Linked DNA regions of Zea mays: region 1 is linked to region 2. The links are chromatin contacts, called in public Hi-C maps. All regions are on one chromosome and are shown on one strand. Each heading gives the region's core, a stretch centred on a gene start, on an enhancer-like site or on the middle of the called end of the contact. The rest is flanking DNA. Distances are from core to core; before and after follow the strand shown.

Region 1 (6,179 bases), core at 2,562-5,061, 220 kb before region 2:
TTCGTCATGGCGCTTAGTCCAACTTCGAGCTTCGGGAAGCCTATGCCCCTGGCCATTTCTCGACAGACAGATAGTTCCTTATTATCCGGTAGGCAGTATAAAAAATCATCTTCATTTGTCCCATTGAATATTATTGCCCCCTTTGGATATTTTAGCTCCTTTGCATAATGATTAGCTTCATGAATTTCTTCATCAGATAGCTTTTTCCCCGAAGCATGTCGTATAATGTAATCACACATGCTGGCAGGCGCTTCGGGGATGGCAGTGTCAGTCTCTTCAATTAAAATTGGTTCTGGTATTTTTATCGCTTCGGTTTCCAAAGTTTTTTCCCTGAAGGGCTCTGAAGGCCCAGCTTCAGCTTCAGTTTGTTGTGTCGGAGCTTCAGAGGAAGCTTCAGCAATTTCAACACTCTTTTTTGGAGTTGTGCTTGAAGACTTAATTGTCTCCAAGACATCTAGTACATTTACCATTCTTTTCCTTTTTGGGGTCACCGTTGGAGCCTTTTGGATTTTTGCTGCTTCAATATTTATTGCAGGACTTAAAGTTTCTGAGGTTTTTTCCTTAGTCAGATTTTTCGCTTCTTCCATTTTTTCTGTCGATGGTGCTTCGGCCATCTCTGCAATTTCTGGCAATAAGAGTGGCTGTTCAGCTTCAGCGGCCGAAGGAGTTCCTCCAGTATACTCAGGCACCGAAGCTGGTTCAATATGGCGTGGTCGGTGTGTGAAGACCTTCAACCTTTTTCCTTTTGGGTCTAGCTCGCTAGGAGCAGTTCCAGCTTCTTCTTTTTCAGATGTTATGTTTTTCCTTTTTTGCCTTCGGACGGGATAACAATAATCAGGGTAGAAGAACCCGATTGCATCAAACACTCGGTTCAATCTCTTCTTTTTTCGGCCTCCGAAGGCTGCTGATAATGCAGTATTTTCAGCCTTCGAGAATGCCCCAAGTAATTCATCACTTAATGTTTCAATGCTTTTCAGCCAGTCATCATCAGGTTCAATAAATTTATCTGCATATTTGAATGTGTATTTTAATCTGACTAGTCCGCCTTCGTCGGACTCTTTGATGGTTTCTTTCGGCATTTCCCACTTTTCCGCAAGTGGCCATATCCTGAAGGCAATGTGCTCCTGGACCAAGTCCCTTGTCCCAATGAAGGAGCAGACTACGCCGAAGGCTCTTTGGCATTCTTCGGCTGCCTCATCCATTTCAACCTTCGGCCTTCGAAGTCCGAAGCGTTGCCAAATTGGGTACATAATGATACTTTTGACATTATTTTGCGCTGTTAGATCATTTTTCACATAAAACCATTCAGACATCCAGGCTCCGGGCCACCTCTTCCGAAAGGTTGGCACAGGGTAGCTTGACCCGGAGCGGGCGCCGAAGCTGTAGCACCCAAAGTTGTTGTGGTATTGCTCCTTTCCCCAGGGCTTCGTCTCGTACAATAACTCGTGTATGTTGCAGAAGCTTTTAGCGTTTGGTTCCAAACCTTGGCTTCTCACAGCCCAGACAAAAATCCCCATTCTTATAATAGCTTCGGGAGTGAGTTGATGAAGGTAGATTTGGAATGTTTTCAGTACCTCAACAACAAAATTGCTCAGGGGGAATCGAAGCCCAGCCTTGAGGAGGCTTCGGAAAATCACAACTTCATCTTCTTCAGGGGTGGGAGAAGTCTTTTCCCCGGCATCAGCTCTCACAATAGATATGTCTCGGAAGTATCGCCCTCTCATATTATCAATGTGACTCTGCTTGATGGTTGTTTTCCCAAAAACTGAGTGACTTGGTCGCCACGGTCGATCTTCGGCCTCTTCCCCATCACTTTCTACATCATAGCTATCGCTGTCATCAGTATCTTCGGACAAACCTTCGAGAATCTCCTTCGTGATTTTCTCTGTATTAGTCTCTGCCATCGCTATCAGGAACCCCAGATTCTTCTCCTCCTCGAGACTCAGCTTCGTCTCAGCAGGGATCTTCTTGTCTTCAGACATCTTCGGAAACACTAAAAATTTGTTCCCGAGGCCGAAGCTTCGAAATCAAAAAGACCAGCAAATCTCAATGAGCAAGAGCTAAAAATTTTTAGTGGGCCGAAGCAAAAGGCAGGCGTGTGTACCAAATGAATTCGCGATGTGTTCTTATTTATACGCCTAGGGCGTTAAAAGTTAAAAGGCCCCGCTTGTCAGTGAATGTTGCTATCCTAGCAAAGGGAAGGTGTTTTTTCGGACCTTCGGCTCAAGGCCTTCGTCCATATCGCAATCTGAATTTATTATTTACAAATTAATATTGCGAGGGGCTACTGTTGGGGGCCTTCGTCCTCCGAAGGTCCTCAAAAACATGATTTGACAATGTTTTCCAAGTGAATTATATGAACAGGTATTTTCGGATTCAGAATTATGGATATGGAGCACGACCAGGACGAAGGCTGAACCAGACGAAGGTCGGGGGCAGCCGAAGCTGTACGCAGGGAAGCTTCGGCGCGATGGCACAAGGGGGAACCGACCTTAAGATGAAAAGACTTCGGGGTCCTCAATAGATCTCCATAAACCGTTAACAAATGTAATGGACATGGATGTAATTTTACGTGGGCTGCGTCCCGCGTCTATAAATAGATGAACAGTACTCCCGTACTGTTCACGCTGATTTGTCATTTTGCTTTTGGCGTCACGCTCGTACTTTCCACCTTCTCTCAGGATCGAAGGTACATTTGTAATTTGGGATCATTTCTGTTTTTCCATGTTAATAAAATAGAAATGATTCCTTGATGATGCTTATATCATATTTCATGCTTTATGTGAGTCCTTCGTCATTACTTGTTATGTTTACGAAGGTATGTCTCTCATAACTTTCGTCCGAGACTCATTATTTCCCAAAGGGATATAATGCTCTGAAGGACGAAGGACCCTAACACTTAACACTTTTTATGTTGCCTTGTTCTTAATTCTTAGAATTTGAGAACAAGTCTCCAACAGGGAGGTTTTCTAATTGGAAGAATCTAAAAAACTAATTTTATAGTTAAGAAAGATAAATCCATGCTATAGTTAGGGAAAGTCGAATGGACTTGGGTAAAAGATGGAGAGGAGGACACAATGTGCATTTCAAACAAATGGAAAACCAAATCATATATTTCATCGCATGATTACAGAACGACTTGACACAAATAGATAAATTAAATCACGTCTATGTAATTAACACAACCCGTCACCATGCATATATATTCATATCAGATCACATCAATAATAATATATGGAAACAGCGGTGCAGGTGACGTCTTCCAAGTCGACCACCGCAGCAACAGTCACCAAGAACGAGCGAGGCAACTGCAATGGCAACGGTGGACGGATCCATCGTCGTCCATGCGCGCGTACGTAAGCACGCACACGCTTAGTGGAGGTAGTAGGCGAGGAGGGAGAAGAGGAGCGCGGCGGGCGCGGCGGCGAGGGCGGGCGCGCCGCTGCTGGCGGAGGGCCCCGCGGCGGCGGCGCCAGCGGCAGCGCCAGCGCCAGCGCCAGCGGGAGCCTCGGCGGACGACTCGGAGGCAGTTGGGGCGCCCGCGGCGGCGGCCTCGGTGGAGGCCAGCACTGCGGTGGCCGAGGCGGCGATGACGACGAGGACGGCGAAGAGGATCCTCTTCATCTCCATCTCGCTCCTGCGGTGGCGGTGGTACGTCGGCGACGGATTGCCTTGGGGACGGGGTCGGTTGGCTTGTTCTCTCGGATGGCGGCGGTGAGAGTTTTATTAGTTTCTCTGGCTGGCTCTTATTGGAGGCTGCTGGTTCTCCTCTCGATTGCTTTCTGCTGCTTTGGAAGCGGCGAGGAGGGAGGGCTTTATAGCAACGGGAAGGATGGGTACGTGAGGACACGAGTGAAATCAGGGGCTAGCTAACCATGTATAGAATGCCATTAATTTAGGAGTAGCTGTTAATTGGGACGGATGAAATTCACGGATGAAACTAGTGGTTCACAACGAAAATCGCTGACCGGAGAGCCAGCCAAGCGTGCAATGCCGGCCGGGCTGCGCGAGCGATTGGGAGCCTTTTACACAGGCTAACCAGGTCCGAGCCCAGGCCCAACCGAGCTAGTGTTGCTTACATAGGCGTTGATGGTAATTGGCACTGCACAAACTGACAAAAAAAACTTATTGCACATATCGTTAATATAAGATATTTTTGCTGGTGAATCTTGGGCCGATTTGGTGCTCGTGTTCTGATTGTTTATAATTTGGGCTGGACCGCCGGTGGGCAACAGAACCGTGCCATGGTGTGTGACTCGTTTTGCTCATGAACCAGCTCGTTACAGGAGCCAAAAGTGAGGCACAAATACTTTATTCAGCCTACTACAAATTATTAGATTAAAAAATAAATTTGTTAATTCTTGGTTGGTTTGGTGACCGGAAAATTTGAGGAGATTTATGAAGAAGAAATTTCCTGTCTAATCAAATTTGAATACGAAAGAGATTTTTGACCCATGATCCCCTTAAATCTCTGATCACCAAATCATAAACTTATAGATTTAGAAATTAATCTGGAGTTGCTCCTGGAAAAAAAAGAGTACCCGAACACACAAGCCGCCGCCATCGTCGGCCGGCGTCGTCACGTCAATCAAAAGATTAACAAAAACTGCCTCTGCTAATTGTTGATTTTCAGTAGTACACTAGTGTTTTGAAAAACAATGGGCATCTTTATTTTATTTTCCGAAACTGAAAACAACTGATAATTCTGATTCAACTAATCCCATTTTTTCAGCTAGAGACGAAAACGGATCCTAACTAAATAACTCCTAAAACATGGGGACGAGAAACTAAGCATGAGCTAAACGGACAAATCGATCTTGACGGGGAACGACACCGACGACGACGAGTCGCCGTTCTCGACCAGCACCTTGCTGACGCCGGAGGGCACGACGGTGTACGCGGTCCTCTCCACGATGCCGAACGCCTTGCACACGTTGAGCGCGAAGGGCACGGTGGCGGTGCTCCTGGCCGCCACGAACACCCTGCGGAACGCCGCCACCTGCTTGATCGGCGCCTCGGCCACCTCGGGAGGCGGCGCTGTGTACACCAGCACGACGTGGGCGCCGCCGCGGCCGCCGGCGTTAGTCACGCTGACGTTGAAGCTGACGGTCTCGGTGCAGGCGTGGTCGGCGACGTTGACGGCCTGGCAGGCTGGGACGGTGGCCACGCTAGGCTTGTAGCTGAGACCCTTGCAGTGGCCTCCCGGGGCCGGGAGGCTGACGGAGACGCCGTCGGTGCTGGTCTCGTACTGGAACTTGGTGTAGCTGAGGCCGTAGCCGAAGGGGTACAGCACCTCCGGGCCATCGTAGAACTTGTAGGTCCTGCCAGGGTACCCCTTCTCCGGCACTGGTCGGAACTCCATGGACGTCATGGGGATCTGCTCGATGTACTTGTTCTTGAACCATGTCAGTGGCAGCCTTCCACCTGTTTTTCATTGATCAACAATAATAATAATAAAATAATTGTTGATAGTAATGCACAATAAAGAAGTGGTACGGCGGTGTTGCCCTTCTTTGCTACCTGGATTATATCTTCCAAAGATGACATCGGCAATGGCGTTGCCACCTTCGCCGCCAGGGTAGCCGGCCCAAAGGATGGCGCCGATCTTGGGGTGCTTCTGCGCGAAGGAGATGTCGATGCCTCCTCCAGACAGGATGACAAGGATGATCGGGGTCGGTGAGGCCTGGGCAAAGTGCAGGATCTCCTCGGTTTGGTTCTTGGGTAGGAGAAGGTCCTCCCTGTCGTTTCCCTCCCTCTCAATGTAAAGGTTTATGCCACCCAAGTAGATGGTCATCTTCGCCTTGTGCGAGATCTTCACGTCCCTGCTTATACCTTGGCGCGGCGTCACGTACCGGCATGGCGGTCCTGAATGCATATTGCCCATACGAGTGCATGAGTAACGATCCAGCGATACTTGGAAGTGATAGTGATACACTACTGACCTGTATAGTCGCCGTCCATGATCTTTTCAGGTGCCCGGGCGTGTGGTCCGTGCACGGCGACGGCAAGGGTCTTCTTCGGGTCCAGAGGAAGCAGGCCGTGGTCGTTCTTGAGGAGCACGATGCCCTGCCTCGCGCCGTCGAGGGCGAGGCTCTTGTGCTCGTCGGTGCATACGTCTGTCTCGTTGAGGGAGGCGTACCTTGGGATGTTGTCGAAGTAGCCGAGCCTCATGAGCGTCA
Region 2 (5,971 bases), core at 2,015-4,514:
GGAATCAGTTGGATTTCTGTTTCATGTCCAGCTCTCACTGCGCTTCATGGCTCGTCGCCAAGATGGCTTACTGGTGTGTGTGTGTCTCCGCTCACGACGTTGTCGTTGGGAGCCCCAGTTCGGGAGAGCCCTAGCCCTTATCAAACCCTAAATGAAAAAGGCCCCAAAATCCGCAAAAAAGAGGAGGCACGAAAACATCAGTTCTGGCATCAGAACCATGCGAGGGCAGGGAATGAGAGGGAGTAGGCGCTCGTGAGGAAGGAAGCGATGATGGCGATGGCGGCGACGTGCCAGGTGAGGAGCTCGTAAACACAACCAATCAAGTTATATCAGAAATGCAACCAACCAGGGAGACACCACATTTTACTTGCCTGTTGCATGGGCACCAGGGTGCATCCAAAATTCCTTTGTAAATTGAGTAATATTCATTATGTGAAATCGTGTGTGATGAAAACATTAGGTTTGTTGATATTGAGACATTGTGATAAATTATTATTATCTTCATAAAGTGATTTACATGCTTTTGAATATAATGCATGTTGTGAATATACAATTTTGATTTGTGCATGTGCATTGACATGTGTTTTGATATTATTGTAACGTACTCGGTGGAGTGGTGTTGAGTGGATTAGCTTTAAGTCAAGTCGTGGATTTGTGCTTGTGCACAGTTGCGTGTGTTGTTGATATGCAGGTGACGATCGAGGTGAAGCATGGTCGGTAGTGTTGACGAAGATGATGTGCGGGATGTTATGGTCGAAGCATCATGCATATCACAAGGTTGTGCGTTGGAAACGTACATATATTTTAGATATATTAGAAATATCTAATATGCGGATAAAAAAGAAAAAGGAAAGCGTGCTTGGTGCATGCACGTGCATGGTGCCTAGCTGTGCTTGCGTATACGCAGGAAGCGAGCTAGCTGGCCGCCAAAGCATTGTTTCTCCTTGGCTGGGAGCCGGCCCAAACGCGTCGTCGGCAAGGGAGCAGCCCACTCGGCTTCAAGGGCGCGGAGGCTGCAGGGGCCGTGGCCCAGTGCGTGATGGAGAAGGCCCATACGGCTGAAGGCCAAGCGGAGAGTCCGTTTCGGCTGGATTGAAGCGGATAAGTACCCCAGGTCCTTATAAATAAAAGCTGGTTTCGTTTTTTCAGAGACAAGGCATTAGAATAGATAGTCATTAGATTAGATCTATTAAAAGATTAATCCAAGGGCTTTTTTAAGAGATCAAGGGAGAACTCTCTGGTGTTTTGGAGGAGCACTTTTGTATACAAATCTTGATGGTTAAAGGATTGAGTATGCAAGATTAATGTGGTAACATTATTTCTCTCTTGGTAGGTTAATTGTGTTCTTGGTTTTGATGATATATTGAACCTTAGTTTTCAATTGTTCTTGATGTTTTTATTCATCTAGATCATTACTAAGACATCGATTTGCTGATCTACAAAGCTTGGAATATCAATCTTTTCTGGTTATCGCTTAATCTCGAAATTATATCTAGATTAATTTTCGTCACTCCCTAGAACAGAAAGATTGTTTCGTTTATAACTTTAGATCCAGTGGTCCGATCGACGTGATTCCAACTGGGTTTGATTCATAATGTTATCTAGTTTAATTTATCAAGTTTTGAGGTCGATTGGAGTTACGGATTTTAGTTAGCAACATTTTTACTAACATAACATCAATCTGTCCAGTATTATAAAACTGCAATGTTTTGGTTTTGTGATGATTAGGAGAAGGCGAACTAAATATTTTTAAGCTTCCACAATCATTCATTCCCTCTGATTGTCTACTTTAGCATCATACAATCCTAAATATTATATATCACAAGAAAATTCATAGGTTCTTTACACATCAGTTGTTTTAGCTATAAATTTTAGCTATAAATTTTAGTTCTATCACATCAGTTGTTTGAATACTAGTTAGAACTATTAAATATAGTCTAACTATAAAACTAATTATATGTATAAGAACTATACGGCAAGACAAGTCTTAAGCTTAATTGATCTATAATAATTTGCTAATCATAGATTAATTAGGCTTAATAATTTTGACTCGTCGTTTAGTCTTTATATATGTAATTAGTTTTATACTTAGACTATATTTAATATTATGAATTTAAATATCCCATGAGACATGAACTAATCTTGAGTCACGTCAAATCAAAAAGATACTCGTGCCTTTTTGTATTAACTAGTCCACTATCTAAGAACTAAACATATCACTGCTAGCTAATATTTTGAACTAAACTTTAGCTAGCTAAAGCTTAGATATGATGAAACTGAATGATCTTTTAGTTTCAATTAGGAAATCATGCATTATTACTTCAGATCATCATGTAAATCTATTTTAAAAAAATGTTCAAACAAAAAAAAAAGTTATACATAGTCCTTCCACCAACGTATAAACCCTATTGTAGTCTGAATTATAAAGGGCATGTTTGGTTCAGTTTTTTCTGACCAGCTTTTCTAAGAACATGTCTGTAAAGAAATTTTGGTTGTAGAAAGAATCTAAATATTATGGGGATTACGTGCGGAGGAAGATGAAATGGTTCAAAGGATCCAGGACCTAGAAAGCGATGGATTTCTACTATCGTGACGACTCGATCGATATTATGTTCATGTTGTTTTTGGACGATTTTTACCAAAATAATTCTTATAAAAGTACTGAAAAGCTGTGGTGTTTGATGACAGTCTATATCATCGTTTGGTGACGAGAAGCTAAAAAAGGTCCAAACAAACGTGACCAAAACAGCTTGGCCATAAAGTGCCTTTTTTTACCATGATTCTGGTAACCTAACGTTCTTTTAACGTTCTTTTACAAGCAGCTTCTATTGTTCTCGATGTATCGGTTAAAACCAGATCACAAGTAAGAGACCGTTTGTAGCAAAAGGATTGGAAGGATTGAAGAGGCTAAAACCTCTTTATTATTAAAGGGGATTAAGGCTAAAATCTTTCTGCTATTTAAAATTAAACATCTAGGGAATTTTAGCTCGTTTAATCCCTCAAATGTTTACGATGAAATTAATTTAACGAAAATATAAAATACCTATTTTTGTGTCACGTATCCGGTATCCCAAAGAGAAGTCCAATACGTATGCTGCGAAAACCAGATTAACATTTCCCAGCTTATCACAAAAGAAGCAATGATATTTCCACTCCCAAGGAAAAAAGAGAGAGAAAAAAAGGTAGTAGGCGGCAATCCAACGGCGGGGGCCTCCGCCCGCCTCCGGCATGGAAAAATCGCCGCGGGGGCCGGCGAGGGGGGCAGCTTCGTCATTTCCGGCGCCCTCCTCCTTTCCTTTATCTCTCTCCCCACGCCCCCACGTTTCGCCCCCCATTTCGAAGCCCACCGAATTCCCTGCGATTCCTCTCCCCTCGCCTCCTCGTCTCCCCCTAGGGTTAGCACCTCGCTGCCTCCGATTCAATCATAATATGGTCTCTTCTCCCTTTGATCTGTAGATTTGGGGCTTTGGCTCCGCCTCGCGCGCCCGATCCGGGCCGTCCTCCTTTTTTCCCCTCTTATATTTGATCGGTTTCTTTGCGTCGTTCACGCAGGGATCGTCGGAGAGGAATCGCAAAGAGGGCCGTCTCATCCGAGGTTCGTGTATCTGGCCACTCTGCATCCAATTAATTTCCCCGTTTTTTTAGTTGTCCGGGTCAAAAACTGTGAATTATATATATATTTTGCGTGCTTGTTGAGTGGGTCGATGCGGAACCAATTGAGCCGTTCCGATTTACGCTGTACCTAACAGCGAACAACAGCCAGATAATTTTTTTTGGGGGGGTGGGGGTGGGGTAAGAGCGTTTATCTGTTGTAAAGGCGAGTCCTTTCCACTTATTGGTTGGGTGTGTTGTTGCCTGCTTTGCCGAAAGTTAATGAGCAGATATGGTTGCTACTTTGTAGATTTGTTGCGTAAAGCGGCTAAAAGTTGGGCCATCTTTTTAGAATTGATTTCACCCGTGGTGTGTTGCCGTTAGGTGATTCGGCTGTTAGCCAAATGATAGTGCAGGCTCTATATGATAGCACCTTCAGTTGGGCGCTTGACCAAGCTACAATTACCCTTTTGATAGCACCTTCAGTCTGGCATTAGGTTGCAGCATGTCTTACTGAATCAAGGCAGTACCAACTTTCACTTAGATTTTATGATTGTTTTTTTACTACTAGTAGCAACTTTTGGGAAGCTGGTGACACACTATGTCGACTACTATTCTGGTATTGATCAGTTGTTTCGTATTATTCTAGTTAAGGAAGCCATGGAGCACAAGGAGGCTGGGTGCCAGGCCCCCGAGGGACCCATCCTCTGCATCAATAACTGTGGCTTCTTCGGCAGCGCGGCGACCATGAACATGTGCTCCAAGTGCCACAAGGAGATGATAACGAAGCAGGATCAGGCCAAGCTGGCTGCCTCCTCTATCGACAGCATCGTGAACGGCAGCGACGCCGTCATGGAGCCGGTTGTTGCTGGCAGCAACACGGTAGTAGCTGTTGCCCAAGTTGAGTTGCAAACAATGAACGTGCAGCAGCCCGCTGATGTTGCCGGACCCAGCGAGGGGGTGGCGGCGATCTCCAAAGGGGGGAAGGTAGGGCCGAACCGGTGCAGCGCCTGCAGGAAGAGGGTTGGACTTACGGGATTCAACTGCCGGTGTGGGAACTTGTACTGCGCACTCCACCGCTACTCCGACAAGCACGACTGCAAGTTCGACTACCGGACTGCTGCCAGGGACGCCATTGCCAAGGCTAATCCGGTGGTGAAGGCAGACAAGCTCGACAAGATCTAGGGGGGGTTCCCTACGGTTGGGTATCAGGAAGATTGTAAACCGCGGTAACTCGTCATGCGGAACTGCTGCCTTGCCCCCCGCGCCTTTCTCTTCCATGTTTGCTGCTACAATCTTGTTGTTGGGCATTGCAGTGCACGGTGCACACTTGTGTAGCCCGCCTCGAGAATTCCTGCCTCTGCATCTGGTCAGTTCTAAAATGATTTGCATGTTGGCTATGTTGTGTAAGCTCTATTTATGGTGGTCTCGCTGAGACGGGTATTTGGCTTCGCAGTTATCTAGCTATGTGATGTACTGTTGTCTTGTCCCTGGGTATTATATGGTACACTGCAGCCAGTAATAGTAATCTGCAACTGTGCGTTAAATGGTCCGTCGTTTTCCTATACAAAGTATCTCTCTTGTTTGCACATAAACTAGTATAAAGTTGGGAAGAAGATGGAGCAGCTTGTTGGATTACCTGCAAGATTATGAAGCAGGGTTGCTCTCTATAAGGAATTTGGTCATCATGCAACTCAACAGAAACAACATGAGCTCTCTTCCATTGGAACATCAGATGCCTCAGTTGAACTTCAAATGTTGTTTTGATTTGATGGACAAAGTGACTGTCATCCACTCCTTCAATGTTCAATCGTACCGTTCCATTTTTAACCCTCTGAGAAAATTCCGAGTACAGCTGGAGTACATCTAAGTGCAAAATGAAATGGAAGGTCGAAAGATAGAAGCACGTCGAGCACTTGTAACTCCAGCTTTCAGTTCTAAGACACCCAACATGCTGATGAAGAAGAAGAAAAATATATATACATATACTTCCCATCTTCTCGCACAAGATGTGCCATTGAATGTGATGAATGGTCTCCTCGCTGTCAAGGGTACTGCTTGGATCTCGGATCTCATTCACTCGCACTCTCGTCTCTGTACAGACAGTGCCAGATGCAGATTCCTGTTCGATGGTTACCGTTGCACCAATCACGAGTTACCCGTATAGCCGATCCGAAGATGATCCGCCATCTTAGCGCCGGATCAACCCGCAGCGTTTGAGAATTATTGGCGAGCGAGGTAGGTGTGTGTGTGTGTGTGTCCCCATGATGGCATGGCATGGCGTGCCAGCTGCCCGAGCCATGCATGTATTCTCGCACAGGGATTTCGACAGACTCGATAGCTTTTATTAACTCGCGCGGATTATTTTAGGTCCCTATAA

What was found. Hi-C and Micro-C count contacts between places; a contact is called where the count stands out from the background.
Region 1: a Hi-C map of endosperm shows a contact between it and region 2, with 4 times the contacts expected there. The contact joins the promoter of LOC100277458 here to the promoter of LOC542155 in region 2. A contact is called at or near these places in 4 of 25 Hi-C or Micro-C datasets (ear, endosperm, leaf and 1 more).

What each region holds. Positions count from the first base shown.
Region 1 is chr9:107,048,413-107,054,591 of Zm-B73-REFERENCE-NAM-5.0, reverse strand. LOC100277458 reads right to left here and starts at 3,811. Exons shown (of 1, transcript XM_008661620.3): 1 at 3,079-3,811. The coding sequence starts at 3,630. The coding sequence ends at 3,373. LOC103638806 (probable beta-D-xylosidase 2) reads right to left here. Exons shown (of 4, transcript XM_008661619.3): 2 at 5,943-6,179; 3 at 5,521-5,865; 4 at 4,597-5,424. The coding sequence ends at 4,799.
Region 2 is chr9:106,832,015-106,837,985 of Zm-B73-REFERENCE-NAM-5.0, reverse strand. It overlaps LOC542155, which reads left to right and starts at 3,264. Exons shown (of 3, transcript NM_001351998.1): 1 at 3,264-3,395; 2 at 3,553-3,595; 3 at 4,241-5,159. The coding sequence starts at 4,252. The coding sequence ends at 4,776.